Regions from separate parts of the Muntiacus reevesi genome. Here region 2 is linked to region 1. A link is a contact called in public Hi-C data. All regions are on one chromosome and are shown on one strand. Each heading gives the region's core, a stretch centred on a gene start, on an enhancer-like site or on the middle of the called end of the contact. The rest is flanking DNA. Distances are from core to core; before and after follow the strand shown. Region 1 holds the start of EPN1 (epsin 1). Region 2 holds the start of ZNF787 (zinc finger protein 787).

Region 1 (5,117 bases), core at 1,500-3,999:
GGGTCAGGGTGACGGCAGGGTGGTCTTCAGGGCTCTGCAGACAAACAGTCTGCCATTGTCTGGCAGGAGGACGGGGAGAAGGCGTGTCAGTGCCTGGACCCTGTGTCTGCTCCGTGTGTGTTGGGGGCGGGGGTTGTCACATGCTCAGACTTGGGGTGATGGGGCAGAACGGAAGCTGAGAAGCAGGGAGATGAGCAGGTCAGAGGAGAAGGGGTGATGCTGGGGGCTGGGGTCCCAGCGAGGTGCTGTGGGCTCAGAGGCCTGGATGGACTTGCTTTCTGAGTGTGGGGCCTGCTGGATGGACTGGCCCTGGGGCAAAGGAGCGGCTTGCCCAGGAGGTGCCTCCATGAGGTGGTGGTGGGGAAATGGATGGGAAGACCTTACTGGGTCTCTGGGATCCGCCTGTCAGATTTGTGTCTAAACTTTATTGTCATTCTTTTCAAACATACGTAGGAGTAGAGAAATGGTCAGGGTGATAGTGAATGTACGGAATACTACTTAAGTCGAGTCAGAGCGCCCCATCGGCCAGCGTCAGGATGCCAGGGTCCTGACAGTCTTAATTTCCACCTTCAGCTTCCCAGCTCCTCTGTGTCTTTGCTGAAACAAAGCATGTCTCGTGTCACTTGAGCACTTGCTCTCTGCCTGAGCCGCTGCTGTCTCAGGTCTGGGGTCTGTGCTGCCACCTGGGCCCATCCCGCTCCACATGCTAGGAGACGGTCGTGTCCCGCACCCGGCCTGACTGTGCACCCTGGGGACACATCCACCTTGGCTGAGAACTGCTATAAACAGGATTAAAACATTTTTATTTTAAAAAACCCATGTGATAACCGTTCGTATTTCTCTACAAAGGCATATTTGAGTTCCCTTATTGTCTCAAAGATGTCTTTTTACAGTTGTTTTGATCAAAGTAAGAACCCTGCAGGTTGGATCCAGACTTTTTTTTCGGCAAGCCATTTTTGCTTGTCGAAGCATGGCTTCTTTTCTAGAATTCTCCTTTCCCCCTTGTTTCGAATTAGACTGGTTGTGTCCACCCTTCCCTCCACTTCTGTCAGCTGCTGATTGAAGCAAGATGACAATCTTGACTAGATCAAGTTCAGGTTTTTTCTTTGGAATCAGCCTGGGTGTGAATGCCAATTGCTGAGCCTTCCTTATTTCATCCCTTGTCTGGGGAGACACCATGGCCCCTGGGGACTGGGGAGCACCCACGGGTGCCCAGTGCAGATAGACTGCTCTCCTTGAGCCTGCCCCGTGCCCTGCCCTTTGGACTCTTGGCTCGAGCCTGCCTCTGCTCTCCACGCCCCTGTGTTTTGTCTGTCTTTGATCCTGGGGCGCTGGAGGGTGTTGGGTGAATGTCCCTACACCTGCGGTGAGGCTGCTTTCCAGTCCTCTTCCTCCCGCGAAGTTCTGGGTTTGGGTAGGTGCTGCTGGTTGCTGAGAGGGAGCTAAGAGGCCTGGGTCTTCACAAGCTTCCTCTTGTTCCTACAGATCTTCGTGGAGTTCACCTCTGTGTTTGACTGCCAGAAAGCCATGCAGGGCCTGACGGGTCGCAAGTTCGCCAACAGAGTGGTCGTCACTAAATACTGTGACCCCGACTCTTACCACCGCCGGGACTTCTGGTAGAGGCGGCGGGGGAGGGCAGGGGCGGAGCTGGCTGGGGGCTTCTCCCCCTCCTGCTCCCCCCATTTTCCCCCTCTGAAGACGATGGGCAGAGGAATGACAGCCGGCAGCAACTGGAATGGCAGCAATTAAGGGTGGGGGCGGGCTGGGGTTGGGGCGGGGCGGGGACTGGGGAAGTGCGCACACAGACCCACACAGACACACGCACCCACAGACACAGAGGGAAGGGCGGGGAGCGGGCGACAGCAGGGCGGGGTCGGACCCCCACAGCCCCTCCCTGAAGCAGTCTTCTCCCGGATACCCCCTTTCTCTTAACCCTTCCCCACCGTAGAAACATAGCGTGTTTATATTTTATGGCCAAACTCTTTTCAATTTTGTTGTCCGGTCCGGTACCTTGCCCCTTCCCTCTCAGGACCACAGCTCCCGTCCTCCTGGCCTCTGGTCCTCACCCCGGTGTCCCGGTTTCTTACGTAGTTGATTCTCTCTAGTCTCCTGGACCTGCCCCCACCCCATGGCCCCTGTCCCTCTCCTCTTCTCTGTGGCAGTTTCATATTTGCTAAGACGAATTTGCTCATTAAACATTTTGTTGTATTTTACTTTATGGAGCTGCTCCGTGTCCCGTGTGTGTGAACCCTCCGCTCTCCAGGTCTCTGGGGTTCCCTAGGCCCCAGGCTGAGGCCTGGCTCTGGGAGGCCCAGCTGTCGTCCCGACGTGGGTGCCCCTGCCCTTGGCGAAGTGACACGCCTGCGTGGCCGGCCGCGCTGGGACGGGCCGGGGCGTGGCCCAAGGGAGCAGGGGGCAGTGAACGGGCCCAGCAGACAGCGGGGAGGACGGTGGGCGGGCAGCCGGCTGGCTTGGTGGGCTCAAGAACTCAGGTCGCCCAAGGCACCGCCGGCGGTGGCGCGTGGCCCGAGGGCCCGGAGCTTGCGCGCGGGGGTGGTCTGGAGACGTTGACGCGTTCCCGACCAGACTCTCCCTGCGCCCCGCCCCTGTGTTGGCTGCCGGCGGCGGCGGAAATGAGGCAAAAGGTTCCCGGCTACGGCGCCCGCGCGCCGGAAATGACGAGAGGTGGGAGGGCGGGGGCTAGGAAGTGGAGATTGCGCAGACTCGCCACAGGCAGGACGGCCGGGTGGGTCGCGGGGTCACTTCCGCTTCCGGTCCGTCGCCTTCTTCGGTTGCTTCCCGTCCGCTCGGCGGCTCCCCTCCCCCGCCCGGCTCTCCGCGCCCCTCCCGGGCGGCGGGGCGGCGGGGCCGTCGACGTGCGGCCCTCCGTGCGTCCGCGCGTGCGTCCGAGCGCGGCTCCGCGTCCGCCGCCCGAGGCCCGGAGCGCGCCCCGTGACACCGAGGCCGAGCGGGGGCAGGGGGCTGCCCGCCATGAGCCCCCGGAGCGCGGCGTGAGCGGACCGAGGTGAGCGCGCGGGGGGCGCGGGGGGCGGGCGCGCTCAGGCAGCTCGGCGGCCTTCGCGTGTCTGCGCCCGCCCGGCCTGGACCGCCCGCGGCTCTCCGTCTCTCCGCGTCTGCCTCCCGCGGGCCCCGCCTGGGCCTCGCCGGTGCTTGTGTCCGTGTGTGTCTCGGCGTTTCCACAGAGCGCTCGTCCCCGTGTGTCTGTCCCGGTCTTGTGTTTTTCTGTCACGTCTCGGCGTCGGAGGGTCAGGACTAATGCCGGTGTCTCCGGTCTGTGCCTCTCTCGCCGCCGTCCTCCCGTCATGTTTGTCGCGGTGCTCGTCTCCTCCGGCCCCGAGTCCCTCTCGGCGGGTCTGTCGCTTGGTCTGGGATCTGGCCTTCCTCCCAGGTTCATGAGTGAGGCGTGAAGAGCCCGACTCTGCAGTCAGAGGCCCACTTTGTGCAGCCTGTAGTATTTATAAGCTGACCAGACAGTTCCCTAGTCTTTAAAATAGTAGGGCAGCCGTGCCTAATAACGGAGGTGATGCTGCCCCTTGTCACTAGCTTGTCCTTAGCTGCTGGGAGCTCTGGTTCCCATTATTACTTGTACATTTTCTGTTCCACACGGTTAAGGTTTGATATCGTTTGATATCTGAGTAACTCTTGGAGAATTTTGCCGTATCATTTGTCTTTTATTTGATTTAGCAATTTTGTTTGGGTCAGCCAATTGTGAAAAACCTAGTCTCCTTCTTAGCAGTACCCATGAAGTCTTAGTTTTGCTGTGTTGAGTATTTCTTCTAACGCCCTTTAGTATAAACACACTGTGTTAAGATAGCATGTCGTCTTTCGAAAATGTTTTTTTTCTGATAATGAAAATCAGCCAGTGTTATTGAGCTCCTACTATCTGTGGGTCGCGGAGTCGAGTACTTTATGTTCCCATTGTATTTAATCAACAAACTCGGCAGTTGGAAATCCTTTTCTTTATTTCAGAGTTGAGCAAACTGAATCCCAGGGAGGCGAGAATTTGGACCCAGGTTTCGTTGTTCTTTCCCCTTTTCCTTGTCTGATTTCTCAGTCCCAGCTGAGCCTCTGTTCGTTTCTGGGCCTCTGCCTTCTCTCCTTGCCTCCCTGCCTCACTCTTGTCTCGCTTCTTTATCTGTCCCTGTCTCTGCCCAGGTTTCTCTGTGCCTCCTTCTCTTCTCTCTTCTTCCCTCCTCTCAGGGGCTCCTGCTCTGTGTGTCCGGCTGGGCCTGTCTCTATCCCTGGCCTTCTCTCTTCAACCATTCACAGCCGTCTCCGAGTGCCTGGCTCCCCTGCGCTCTGGGCAGGGACTCAGGTGATAGGAGGTCTCCACAGGAGAGGTTGTGGGCGATGGTCAGAGCCTGCTCTGGGACCCGGCTGCCCCGGGGGGGCCTGGGCCTGGCTTCCTCCCTGTGGCGTTGGCGAGTCCCGCACGGCCTGTGCAGCGGAGCAGAGGCACAGGCGTGGCCCTGGGCGCGGGCTGCAGAGGGCTTCGAGGATCTCCATCCCCCTTTTGTTTCTTCTTCGTCGCCTTCCCCTCAGCACAGGTTAAGTTAAAAGGACCTGTTTTGGAGCCTGCGGTGGCCTGGGACGGAGTCTGCGCCGCCTGCCTAGTGCGTGACCTTGGCTGGGCGCTTTAGCTCTGTGACCCATCTTCTCCTGTTAGAACCTGGCGTCTGTGTTAAATGAGATCACACGTGTCCCGTGCTCCCCGAGTGCCTGGCACACCGCAGGGGCCCAGCCAGGGGGCTGCACTCTTCTTTATTCCCCCCCCCACCTCGGGACGCCACGTCCCCCTCCCCGGCGGACCCCCTCCTGGCCATCTCCCTTCCTCGGCCTCCTCCCTGTGTGCCCTCATTTCTGCCCCCACCTGCTCTGGAGGTCTCTTCTGCCCGCCCCCCCCCCCCCCTTCCTTCCTGCTCCGTTTACTGAGTGGCTCTTCCGGGCCAGCTCTTCTGCTGGGAAAAGCCTCGTCTGTCTGCTACGTGGTTGCTGCCCCCATGGGCTCCGGGGGTGGCCTCAGCCCAAGTCAGACACGCTTAGGAAATCACGAGGACAAACCCTGGTGTGGGGGTGGGTCAGGCTGGAGAGTCCTG
Region 2 (4,934 bases), core at 512-3,011, 1.7 Mb before region 1:
TCTGAAACACCTTATCCAGAAAAATAAAAAGACAAGCCACAAACCGAGAGGAAAATATTTGTAAAACTTGTACCTGATAAAGGATTTGGACTCAAAATACAGAAAGACCTCTGAAACAACTCCACCAAAAATGGATAAGGATCTGAACAGACACCCAGCCAAAAAACATTTACAGATAGTAAAAATCATACAAAAATATGCCCAGCATCATAAGCCACTGTTGTCATTGCTATTGTGCCCAGCTCATTTCGACCACATGGACTATAGCTGTCAGGCTCCTCTGTCTGTGGCATTATCCAGGCAAGAATACTGGAGTGGGGTCCCATGCCCTCCTCTAGGAAGTCAGAGCATCACCTCAGGGACTAGGTTTCAACACAGAAATTTTCTGGGGACCAGAACACCATACAACGCAACAGTAAATCACAAGTTTGTTTCTCTTTAAACTTCTAATTATTGTAAATACACATAACATAAAGCTTACCATCTAAACCATTTTAAAGCACACAGTTTAGTATCACTAAGTACATTCACACTGTTGTACGACCATCACCACCGTCCATCTCCAGAGCTGCTTTCATCTTGCGAATAAACTCTGTCCCCATTAAACACGAACTCCCCATTCCTCCTCCCCACCAGGCTCCTCTGTCCATGGGATTTCCCAGGCAAGACCAGTGGGTTGCCATTTCCTTCTCCAGGCATCTTCCTGACCCAGGGATCAAATCTTCCTCTGTAACACCTCCTGCATCGGCGGGTGGATTCTTTACCACTATCGCCACCTGGTAATAAAATAACTATAAATAACATCAATAAGTCATCTGTCGCTTAGGTGACAGCCAGCCAACTGAAGGCCCAGAAAGGGATCAGAGGGACTGAGCCCGCGAGGACACGGTGGAGTAAGCAGCAATTTAAAAAGCATGTATTTAGTAACAGAAACAGGTAAGCTCACAAAGCGCCCTCCTCTCCAGAGAGGAAGAGGTGAATCCCCGGACGCTATGATCAGCCTTCCGTGACAGGAGGCAGTTTGCACAGGCACGGCCCAATGCAGGAATTGGGAGCCAGACTCCACGAGTTCGAGCCCAGGACCCGCACCCTCGGTGTGTGGCTTTGGCCAGGTGCCTTGACCTCTCTGTTCCTCGTTATCTGCAAAATGGGACTGGATTATCCACAAACTACTTAATGTACCTAAAGCCCCTGGAGGCAGGCGCACAACGTGTTATTGTCGCTCTGCGGGCGGCGCCTGAAGCGATCGGCCCAGTAACGAAAAGACCAGGGTGGCAGACGAGAGAGCCCTCCGGACGCGCGGGCTGCGGCCGCCGCGGGCGGCGCCGGCACGGAAGGGGTTACAACGATAGAGACGATCGGAGGACCCGGGGTAGCTGAGCGGCCCTGGCCGCCACCCTCCTCGACGCCTACCGCCCGACCGCGCAGGCGCGAGAGCCCGGCGCTGGGGCGCGGGGCACCTCCCTGGGCACCCGGAAGTCTCCGCCTAACGGGCCGAGCCCGCGCCTCCTGGCCTGGAAGGGGGCGGGGCCCGAAGCCCCTAGGCGCGCGGCGCCATAGAGCGTGGCCGGAGGACCCGTGTCCTAGACGCGTCCGGAAGTGCCACCCTGGGGCGCCTACTCCGCACCATAGAGCTGGGGGGGCCCCCGCGGCAGCTAGGGGGGGTCGCTGGACTCGCCTTCCTAGAGCGGCGAGGACGGGGTGGAGGCTGGAAGGGGGGTGGGAAGGGGAGGGGGGGAGCGGCGCGGGCGGAAGCGGCCAGGAAGGTCACTTCCGGCCTGGGCGCCCGTCCCCCTGACCCCAGGGTCTGAGTCGCCGCTGCCGCCGCTGCCACCATCCGCGAGGGAGGAGAGAGGAGGAGGAGTGCGGCGCGGCGGCCCCGGGACCGAGGAGGTGAGGGGAGGGCGCGGGGCCGGGGGCCGTGCGCCCGGGGCCGGGTGGGCGCGCGCCTCAGGGCGCCGGGCTGCGGCCGGGGGGGCGGGCGGGGAGGCGGGCGGCGAGCGCGACTGGGCGGGCGAGTGCGCGTGCGCGCCGCGTGGGGGGGGGGCGTGAGTGGGCGCGCGGCCGCTGACGCGGGGCGGGGCGCGGGCGCCGGGAGGGGCCGCGGGCGCGCGACGGGGCTGAGAGCGCGCGCCACGCCCGGGGGCGCGCCCGAGGCGGGGCGCGCGGCGCGGGTTCGCCGGTAGGGCCGCCGTGTAGCCCCCACCCCCACCTCACCCTCCCGGCAGCTCGAGGCCGGAAGTGGTGGCGACTCCCGGGAGAAGTTGAGGCCCCGGTGGGGGAGGCGGCGCGCGCGGGCCCAGCTGGCCTGACCGGAAACGGCGGCCCCCGGGGGACCGGTGGTGGCCCCCGGCCTGCCCGCTCCCCTTCCCCCCTCTTTCAAAGGAGCCAGATCCCGTTGCCGCCCCGGGCGGGCTGCGTGCGGCCTTTGATCCGGCCGGTAATTACGGGCATTCCGGCCGGCGGGAGGCTCATTCATTCGCCCGGGCGCGGGCGGCGAGCAGGAAGCGCGTGCGCTGGAGGGGAAATGTTAGGCCAAGGTCAGGCACCGCGTGGCCCGCGGGGCAGGGCGAGGCCGGCGGCCGGGCCCGATGGCCACGCAGAGGCCTCCCGGGCGCCCCACCGCGCCCCTGAGCCCGCAACTCGCGGCCCGGACACAAAGGGGGCCACCCCAGTTCATGGAAACGGGTGCCCCTGGGGCACAGGCCAGCCGAGGATGGCGTGATCAGACGGAAGATTGAGCCACGGCGAGTGTGGACAGAGGCTCTTGCGGGCCCATTGGTTGGCACGAGGACAGGGAGATGAAGCAGGCTCGCTGTGTGCGCCGAAGACCTGGACCGGGTCCATGTGCCTCTTCACCTCCGCATTCCTGTCCTCACCCAGGGGATCAGGGAGGGCACCCCAGCCCCAGTCCAGAGGGGCGTTATAGTAAGGGATTGACTTGGTCTGTGCTCTGCATGGTTCCTGGTGCCCGGCCCTGCTTTGGGGATCCAGGGTTAGGATCCAGCTGGGGGTTGGGTCTGCCTCGTTCCTGGGGAAGCCCGGTTACTGTGGCTTATCTCTTCCCTAAGAACATAAGCCTCTTTGGCTCAGTGCAGCTGGCATTCACCCCCCGCGTCTGCAGGCAGGCCCTCCAGAGCCCCAGAACATTCAGATCCGATCCCTTCTTGTGTTGTCTCTCTTAGCCCCTTCCTCCTGGAGGTCTCAGACTCTAACCCCCGCAGGCGGAGCTAGAGAACTGGAAGGATTTCAGCCCTGCTGGGAGCACTGCTGGGGGTTAGCCCCGGGCTCAAGTCAGACGGACCGGGTTCAGGTCCCAGCTCTGCGTTCACCTTTGTGGCCTCAGAGCACAAGGAGTTTCCCAGTTTCTATTAGTGAAAAAGAGGGGCCGTACTAATGGCGTTGACCTTGGTAGGAAGGCTCCCGACGTTCTCCTTTTGGAGCCAGTGCACAGCTCTCAGAAGTGGGTGTGAATCGGGTGCAGAGGCCTCCAGCGGGCCCGGCATTCCATTGCTCCATCTCTTTCCTCCCTGTGACCTTGGACCTGCCGCTTCCCCTTTCCCAGGCTCAGTTCCTCTTCAGGCTCCTACAACCCAGAACACAGTCCACCATCCCTGGATGAGCCTCGTCCATTGAGGCCGCTGCCAGCCCCACCCGGTGCTGGGCCTGGGACACTGGTCCTGGCATGGTGCTCCAGGCAGAGGGCTGGGGGTCGCCAGGCTAGCCTGGGGCTGGAGGAGCCCAGGGGGAGATGTCTCGAGGGACAGAGGAACTGGCTGAGAGGACCCTGGGGCCCGGGGGGGCGGACTGAGTCCCGGCTGTCGGTGGTGGTCTTGGTCTTGACCTCCAGCCTCTGCCCAGCTGCCCTGTGGTCTCGAGTGGCCCCTTCTAGGCACACTGCTGTCAGGCTCCTGGGCTCAGACGCCCCCAGCCGGCTGAGGCTGTGCCCGGGACTCTGCTGTGGCCCTGGCCTCCTGGTGGAGATAGACGGCAGCCAGGGATCTGGCCTGTACCCCGGAGGCCCCGGGGTGGGGGTGGTCACCCCACTCGGGGGGTGGACTGAGCCCCCAGCCCCGAAGCAGCATTGGAGCAGGGTCGGCAGGAATCCGGAACCTAGTCTTTAGCAGAGCCACCGCCTCTGCTGGCTTCTTTTGGCCAGGCTTGGGGCCTGGGGAGACGGAGGCTGTTCTGGAGGTCTCTGAGGTGCCCGTTGGTTTGGGGACCTCCCCATGGGATGGGGCCAATGACTGGCTCAGGGACTCAGAGCTGGTGCCTGGGTTCAGGTGTGACTCTCGGGTCCTGGGGTGAGTGCTGAGGTCCATATGTTAGGAGGCCTCCCTGCCCCAGTTGGAGGGGAGGTCGCTCATCTCTCCAGCGGGGCGGGCAGCCCTGTCGTGGGGGCAGAGAGGGCGCCTCTCACCACTACGCTGCCCCCCGGCTGAGCCAGCTGCTTCTGGGGTCCACTTGGCAGGGGGTCTCCCTGCTCTGCCTGCCTGACCGTTGGGCCCACAGAACACTGGCCTCTCTTTGCTGAATAGGGGTCCTGTGTGGGCTGCCTCATCACAAGTGACACTGGGGACCCACACGTGGCCCAGCCTGGAGGCGCAGGGTCAGGCCGGCCAGGACGTCCTGACTCCCTGGGCTGGAGGAGCTCACCATCTGCCTGGGTGTGTGTGGACAACGCAGTGTGGAGGAAGTTGGGGAGAGCCTCCCAGGGATGTGGGCTCAGCTGTAATCAGGGGGGTAAAGGGAGCTGGTGCCCGTGTTCTCGGCGGAGGGGAGGACAGGCCTTGGAGGGTGGTGTGTTCTGAGGTGCGGGGAGGTTGGGTCAGCCCCGGACAGGTCTGAACTGGGCTCCAGAGGCCTGTCCACATTTCCTGGGCGCCTGGCTTATTGTGGAGCGCCGCCCTTCGTCTCGTGATCTGGACGCCAAG

What was found. Hi-C and Micro-C count contacts between places; a contact is called where the count stands out from the background.
Region 2: a contact with region 1 is called in a Hi-C map of blood, with 4 times the contacts expected there. The contact joins the promoter of ZNF787 here to the promoter of EPN1 in region 1. A contact is called at or near these places in 2 of 3 Hi-C or Micro-C datasets (blood and muscle).

The regions. Positions count from the first base shown.
Region 1 is chr2:276,698,100-276,703,216 of mMunRee1.1, reverse strand. EPN1 (epsin 1) reads left to right here and starts at 2,749. Exons shown (of 10, transcript XM_065926749.1): 1 at 2,749-3,025. U2AF2 (U2 small nuclear RNA auxiliary factor 2) reads left to right here. Exons shown (of 12, transcript XM_065926750.1): 12 at 1,486-2,218. The coding sequence ends at 1,620.
Region 2 is chr2:278,390,180-278,395,113 of mMunRee1.1, reverse strand. ZNF787 (zinc finger protein 787) reads left to right here and starts at 1,761. Exons shown (of 3, transcript XM_065926923.1): 1 at 1,761-1,893. It overlaps LOC136161832 (a long non-coding RNA gene), which reads right to left and starts at 1,685. Exons shown (of 2, transcript XR_010661778.1): 1 at 1,183-1,685; 2 at 428-776.